2 separate regions of the Sus scrofa genome follow, and region 1 is linked to region 2. The links are chromatin contacts, called in public HiChIP or PLAC-seq maps. All regions are on one chromosome and are shown on one strand. The core of a region is the stretch at or near the end of the contact, and the rest is flanking DNA. Distances in the headings are between cores, read along the strand shown. Region 1 has its middle 23 kb from the start of IRF2BP2. Region 2 has its middle 220 kb from the start of IRF2BP2.

Region 1 (2,700 bases), core at 191-2,690, 240 kb before region 2:
GCAGTGAAGTGTGAATGGGGAGACTAGGTTCACATCCCTAGCCCCTAACTCTGTAATGGTCATTTTACATGTTACTGTGCAGCAGTGTGCAAGCTCTTTTCATCCACAAAATGGGGACAAACATGCCTGTTCTCTAAGAGTTGGCTCTGAGTGACGGGCAATGCGGCTTTGATAATAAAGGGATAGCAGTTCCTGTCATGGCATAGTGGAAACAAATCTGACTAGGAACAGTGAGGTTGCAGGTTCGATCCCTGGCTTCACTCAGTGGGTTAAGGATCCAGCATTGCGGTGAGCTGTGGTGTGGGTTGAAGATGCGGCTCGGATCCCCCTTTGCTGTGGCTGTGGCCAGCAGCTGCAGATCCGACTAGACAGACCCCTAGCCTGGGAACCTCCATATGCTGAGGGTGCAGCCCTAAAAAAGCAAAAAAAGAAAAAAAAAAAAAGAAAGAAAATGAAGAGATAAGATCTCTGGGCTTCTTGGCTTGGAGGCACTCTTTAAATATGAAATATTATCCTAATTAAACGAAATTTTCATCCTGGGGGTCAGTTCTTTGATGAAGTTAAATGGGAAGATCCAAAGTATCTATTAATTTGCTATCAGTCATTGTATTTGGAGATCCTGAGGGATCCTAAAAATGGATGAATTATGACAGCCCCGACGGTATATTTCTGGGTGATTATGGCAAGCCTTGGGTGGTATTAAAAGAGTTGCCAATTTTTATGTGACAGTGAAATTCATAGGCTCTAACAGAAGTACTATTATACCAGGAGCAGGGAGCAGACTGAAGGGCATGTGACTTAGCAGCTGACAAGGGCAATAATTCTCAGAATTTTGTGGCTCAAAATGTGTGCTGGCTACTGAGAACTGGGATTTTAGAAATAGAAAGTTCAGGTTACAAGCCTACTGGGCAGAAACTCGAACTCCTGGTGCTGGCAACCTGCCCCGGGTACTCAGGGGTGGGCCAAGGTTCTGGCCATTCAGTGTCCTATGTTTAAATTCCGAGCCTATAAGCAAACAAAAAAAAAAAGTTGGAAGTGTTCCCTTACCTTTTGGAAACTGCAAAATAAAATCTCCTTTGGCTAAGAGCCTCTTTCTTTTGTGGGCTCTCCTACAGGGTTTCTTGGGCAAGATTTACCTCTGTGCTGCCATGACCCTAGCTCCCCACCAGTTGCTGGCATGTCTGTCTTCCGGTGGGAGATGGGGGGGTGGGGGTGGGGGGCAGGGATAACACTCTTGTTCAAATTGTTGGATTAACCAGAAAATTAGCAGGAAAACATGGCAGTGGAGGTCAAAGTGGGGTCCATGCTGCACTGTGGAGGTGTCTCAGAGATGAAGCTGCCTATTAACGGGGTTTAGTATTTCAGTAGCTAGTGTTTGAGTTGGGGTTGCTAGGAGAGAGAAGCAAAGAAGGGCACAGACAGCACTGTTTAGTCCTAGTGTTGGCTCAGGACATGGGTACAGGCACATTCTGATACCCAGGACCACATGCTGAGCACGTACTAAGGAGAGCAGGCGCACTAAACATTTTAAGTAGAGTATTTCATTCAATATGCAAAACTCCAAAAGCCCTTCAAGACCAGTGCTAGTCTTTTTTTTTTTTTTCTTCTTTTTTCTTTTTCTTTCTTTCTTTCTTTCTTTCTTTTTTTTTTTTTTTTAGGGCTGCACCCGAGGCATATGGAAGTTCCCAGGCTAGGAGGTCTAATATCTAATTGGAGATGCAGCCGCTGACCTACACCACAGGCACAGCAACACAGATCCTAGCCGCATCTGTGGCCTATGCTGTGCAGGGTCCTTAACCCACTGAGCGAGACCAGGGATGGAACCTGCATCCTCATGAATACTAGTCGGGTTCTTAACCCCCTGAGCCACAACAGGAACTCCAACTAATGCTAGTCTTTTGCAAGCGTAAAAATTCTGCTTAAAAAGAAGAAAATGACTTATTTGTGATTCGCAACTAATTGCATTGTGGAGACTGAATTTGAACACAGACTTTTTGATGCCCAAACCTGGGCGGTTAATAACTTTGCTATACTTCTTTCCTATTTTGCATGCCTCTCACCCTCAGCCGAGCCTCCAGGCTTCTGCAATGCATCTGGGACTCAGGGATGGCGAGAGTGGCGTGCGTGGGGGAAGTTAGGGGGAGTCAGAGAAGCTCAGGGATGAGAGATCACAATGTGTGCAGATCTAAGAACTGATCCTGGAGGACAGAGCTCCTGTCTCTCAACTCTACTCCCTGCGGTGATTGCCCTGCAGCCCCGTTGGACCTAAATCGGGAACATCTGAATGGCAGATGGAAGCCCCCGCCTCTGCCCCGAGCCTGTCTCTCCTCCATGCCTGGTGGATGGAGAAATGCTGCCTGGGCGCAGAGCTGTGACCTTGCACGTGAGATTTGAGTTTACTCTCCCTATATGCCATTTGCTCATGAACAGAAAAACTGCATTTCATGACATTTGGATACATGGAATAGCATTCAATGTCTCCTAATCAGTTAAGAGAAAAACTAGCCTATTTTCTTCTGTTCAGTTTGGTCCTGCAATTTAAAAGGCAAGTTCCCTGCATCTTAGCCTCCCAGAGTCTGCACTGCTTAGCATCCCCAGGCCGCTGTGACAACAGCCCTCGCCTCTTATATGTTGTACTTTGAGACAAACTTCTCACCCTGAGTCATGCCACTCTCTGCTCCTGCCAAGAATTCCTGGAGT
Region 2 (2,700 bases), core at 75-2,574:
AAATGCCTACGTGGCAAGGCTGTGGAGAAGGAGGGTCTTTAATTGACTGCTAGCGGTTGTGTATGTTGCATCATCCCATTGAGGATAACTGGAAAACCTTATAAATATTATAAACACACTTACCATTTGACCCAGCAATCATCCTTGCCAGGATTTCTCCTACAGATGTACCAGACTTAACAGGAAGTGTTCTGGGTGGCACTGTTTGTAGCAGGAAAAGATTCAAAGCAACCTTAGGGTCCATGGATAGGAGACTAGTTAAAGAAATTTATGGTATGTCCATAAGTAGGATACTATAAAGCTGTAAAAATGAGTAAAGACACATTTTACGCCCCAATTTGAAAGATCTCCAAGATATACAACTAGGTAAGAAAAGCAAAGTCCAAAACAGTTTGTATAGAATGCTAACTTTTGTCAGCCTTGCCAACAATGATCCTATTTCATGGTCATTTCAATTTGCATTTCTCCTAACAGAAGTGAGATTGAGGGAGACTTCGTTGTGGCACAGTGGTTAATGAATCCGACTAGGAACCATGAGGTTGCGGGTTTGATCCTTGGCCTTGCTCAGTGCATTACGGATCTGGTGTGGCCGTGAGCTGTGGTGTAGGTCATCCACTCGGCTGGGATCCCGTGTTGCTGTGGTTGTGATGTAGGCTGGCGGCTATAGCTCTGATTAGCCTAGGAACCTCCATATGCCGTGGGTGCAGCCCTCAAAAAAAAGACAAGGACAAAAAAAAGTGAGATTGAACATCCATTCTTTTATGAACCATGTGCATTTTATTTTCTGTGGAAGAAAAAGGAAAAAATATTTTTTTAATATATAAATACACACATCTGCTCATGTTTGTTAAAGAGGCTCAAGAAACCAATATAAGGGTTCACTTGGGTTGGGATTGATGGGAGCAAGGGTAGAAGCCAGACTTTTTTTTATAGGTTTTGTTTATGAACTAAGAAAATGAATCATCTGTCCCCAAACAAAAGTAAACTACATTCAGCTTTCCCCACCAATGCCTCAGGCTCCTGTGGAACCTATTGTTTTTTGCCCTTGCCAAGTATTTTTCAAAGGCAATATTTGACTTTGGAGGGATGAGACAAGGTCAAGTATGAACAGTGGAGGAGGCTGGATGGACTCTCCTGTCTCTTTGTAAACTGAAGTCAGCAGAAGAGCTGCTATTTTTTCAACAAGAGCAGCCCGTGCCTGCTGTGGCGCTGACATGGCCACTGAATCAGAGCATTGAGACTCGGCTTCGAGACCAGGCAGTTCCTGCAAGCAGCTGAAGGAGAAGGCTCCCAAGCACAGAATGTTCCCTGTCTAGCCTTCAAGGCCACAGCTGGGCCCAGACCCAGCCCGACTTACATCATATCATGATGACATGTGCGACTGCGCTCATGTTTGATTTGGTTATTGGCACTTCTCTCGGAGCGCCTGTCACCCCATTTACAGCATCCTCCCAGCCCAAGGGGCACCCCACCACAGCTCTGCTTTCCCTTCCCTGGCAGAAGAGCCAGTACGGGCCAGGGCTCTGAGATGACACATCTGACACACGTGGAAAGAAAAAAGCCAACTGGAGTCTCTGAAGCCTCCTGTCCCCGTGGGCTGAGCACTCGCAGCTTCTTCTCCCTTTGATGCATCTGATTTTATGAACTCAGAGCACAACATGTTGGAAGCTAGCGGAGCAGCTGCCCCAGAAAAGAAGGTGCTTTTTCTGCTCCAGTGGACTTTAAGGAAAAGACTGAGCAGGGTGGGGTCCCAGGAGGGGACAGATGTCAGTCTTTCCACCGAGAGTCCAGTTCCCACCAGCCTGAACTCTGTCCATATAAACCCGCTGATCTGGTTTAGGGAGGCTCCTGTTCCTGAGCTGGGGAAGGTGCAGCTGTTCTGTTACTGATGGATGTTGGAACAGACTTATCTTCTGCCTGGGGCTGCCAGGACCCAGTGATGCACTGGCCAGAAGCAGGGGGCACCGAGGAGTTCTGGAGGCAGGGGCCACAGTCAACTTCCATTGGCCTGGGTGCCAAGCCGAGCCCTGGCCCTCTGGCCCCCTCCCTGACCCTGCTGCCCGAGACCAAGTCCAGGATCCCTCTGGGTCCAGAACCACAGCCAGTTTCTACCAGGCCACTCTCCCCCCTCCCCCTAATTAAAAACTGCAGAAGGAAGGATGCATCAGGCCTGGTTCATGAGCTCCAGTGACTGAGCAAAGGATGTTGGGTGCCCTGGAGCAAAGACTTGTCCACTCCTCAGAGGGGCGTGTTTTTTTGTTTTTTGTTTGTTTTTCTGTTTTGTTTGCTTTTTAGGGCCACACCTGCAGCATATGGAGATTCCCAGATTAGGGGTCAAACTGGAGCTGCAGCTGCCAGACTACACCACAGCCACAGCAATGCAGGATCCTAGCCACGTCTGTGACCTACACCACATCTTAGGGCAACACCGGATCCTTAATGCACTGAGCGAGGCCAGGGATCGACTTCATAGATACTAGTCAGGTGTGCTACTGCTGAGCCACAATGGGAATTCCCATGGTGTTTTTTTTTTCTACTCCCCGCAAAAGTGATCTGGGTACAAAGCACCCCATTAGTCAAGGCCAGTACGCCATTGCTGTCCAGAAAGGCCAGACCACATACCAGAGGTCGAAGGAAAGCCAGCCAAGGACAGAGCCTTCCTCCACCCAGCCCAGGCAGGGCAATAGCAGAATGGCAGCC

The links. HiChIP or PLAC-seq counts read pairs in DNA pulled down with a chosen protein or histone mark.
Region 1: a contact with region 2 is called in an H3K27ac HiChIP or PLAC-seq map of skeletal muscle. The contact joins two enhancer-like sites. A contact is called at or near these places in 2 of 47 Hi-C or Micro-C datasets (both in liver) and 2 of 2 datasets of contacts at active chromatin or transcription factors (alveolar macrophages and skeletal muscle).

The regions. Positions count from the first base shown.
Region 1 is chr14:56,567,196-56,569,895 of Sscrofa11.1, reverse strand. No RefSeq gene overlaps it. Among named protein-coding and RNA genes, the nearest start is that of IRF2BP2, 23 kb to the right of the region's middle. Within about 2 kb of position 1,440, at least 6 of the 83 cell types and tissues checked have an H3K27ac peak or open chromatin away from gene starts, as enhancers often do. A contact at or near this core is called in skeletal muscle, where this site is marked.
Region 2 is chr14:56,328,090-56,330,789 of Sscrofa11.1, reverse strand. No RefSeq gene overlaps it. Among named protein-coding and RNA genes, the nearest start is that of IRF2BP2, 220 kb to the left of the region's middle. Within about 2 kb of position 1,324, at least 10 of the 83 cell types and tissues checked have an H3K27ac peak or open chromatin away from gene starts, as enhancers often do. A contact at or near this core is called in skeletal muscle, where this site is marked.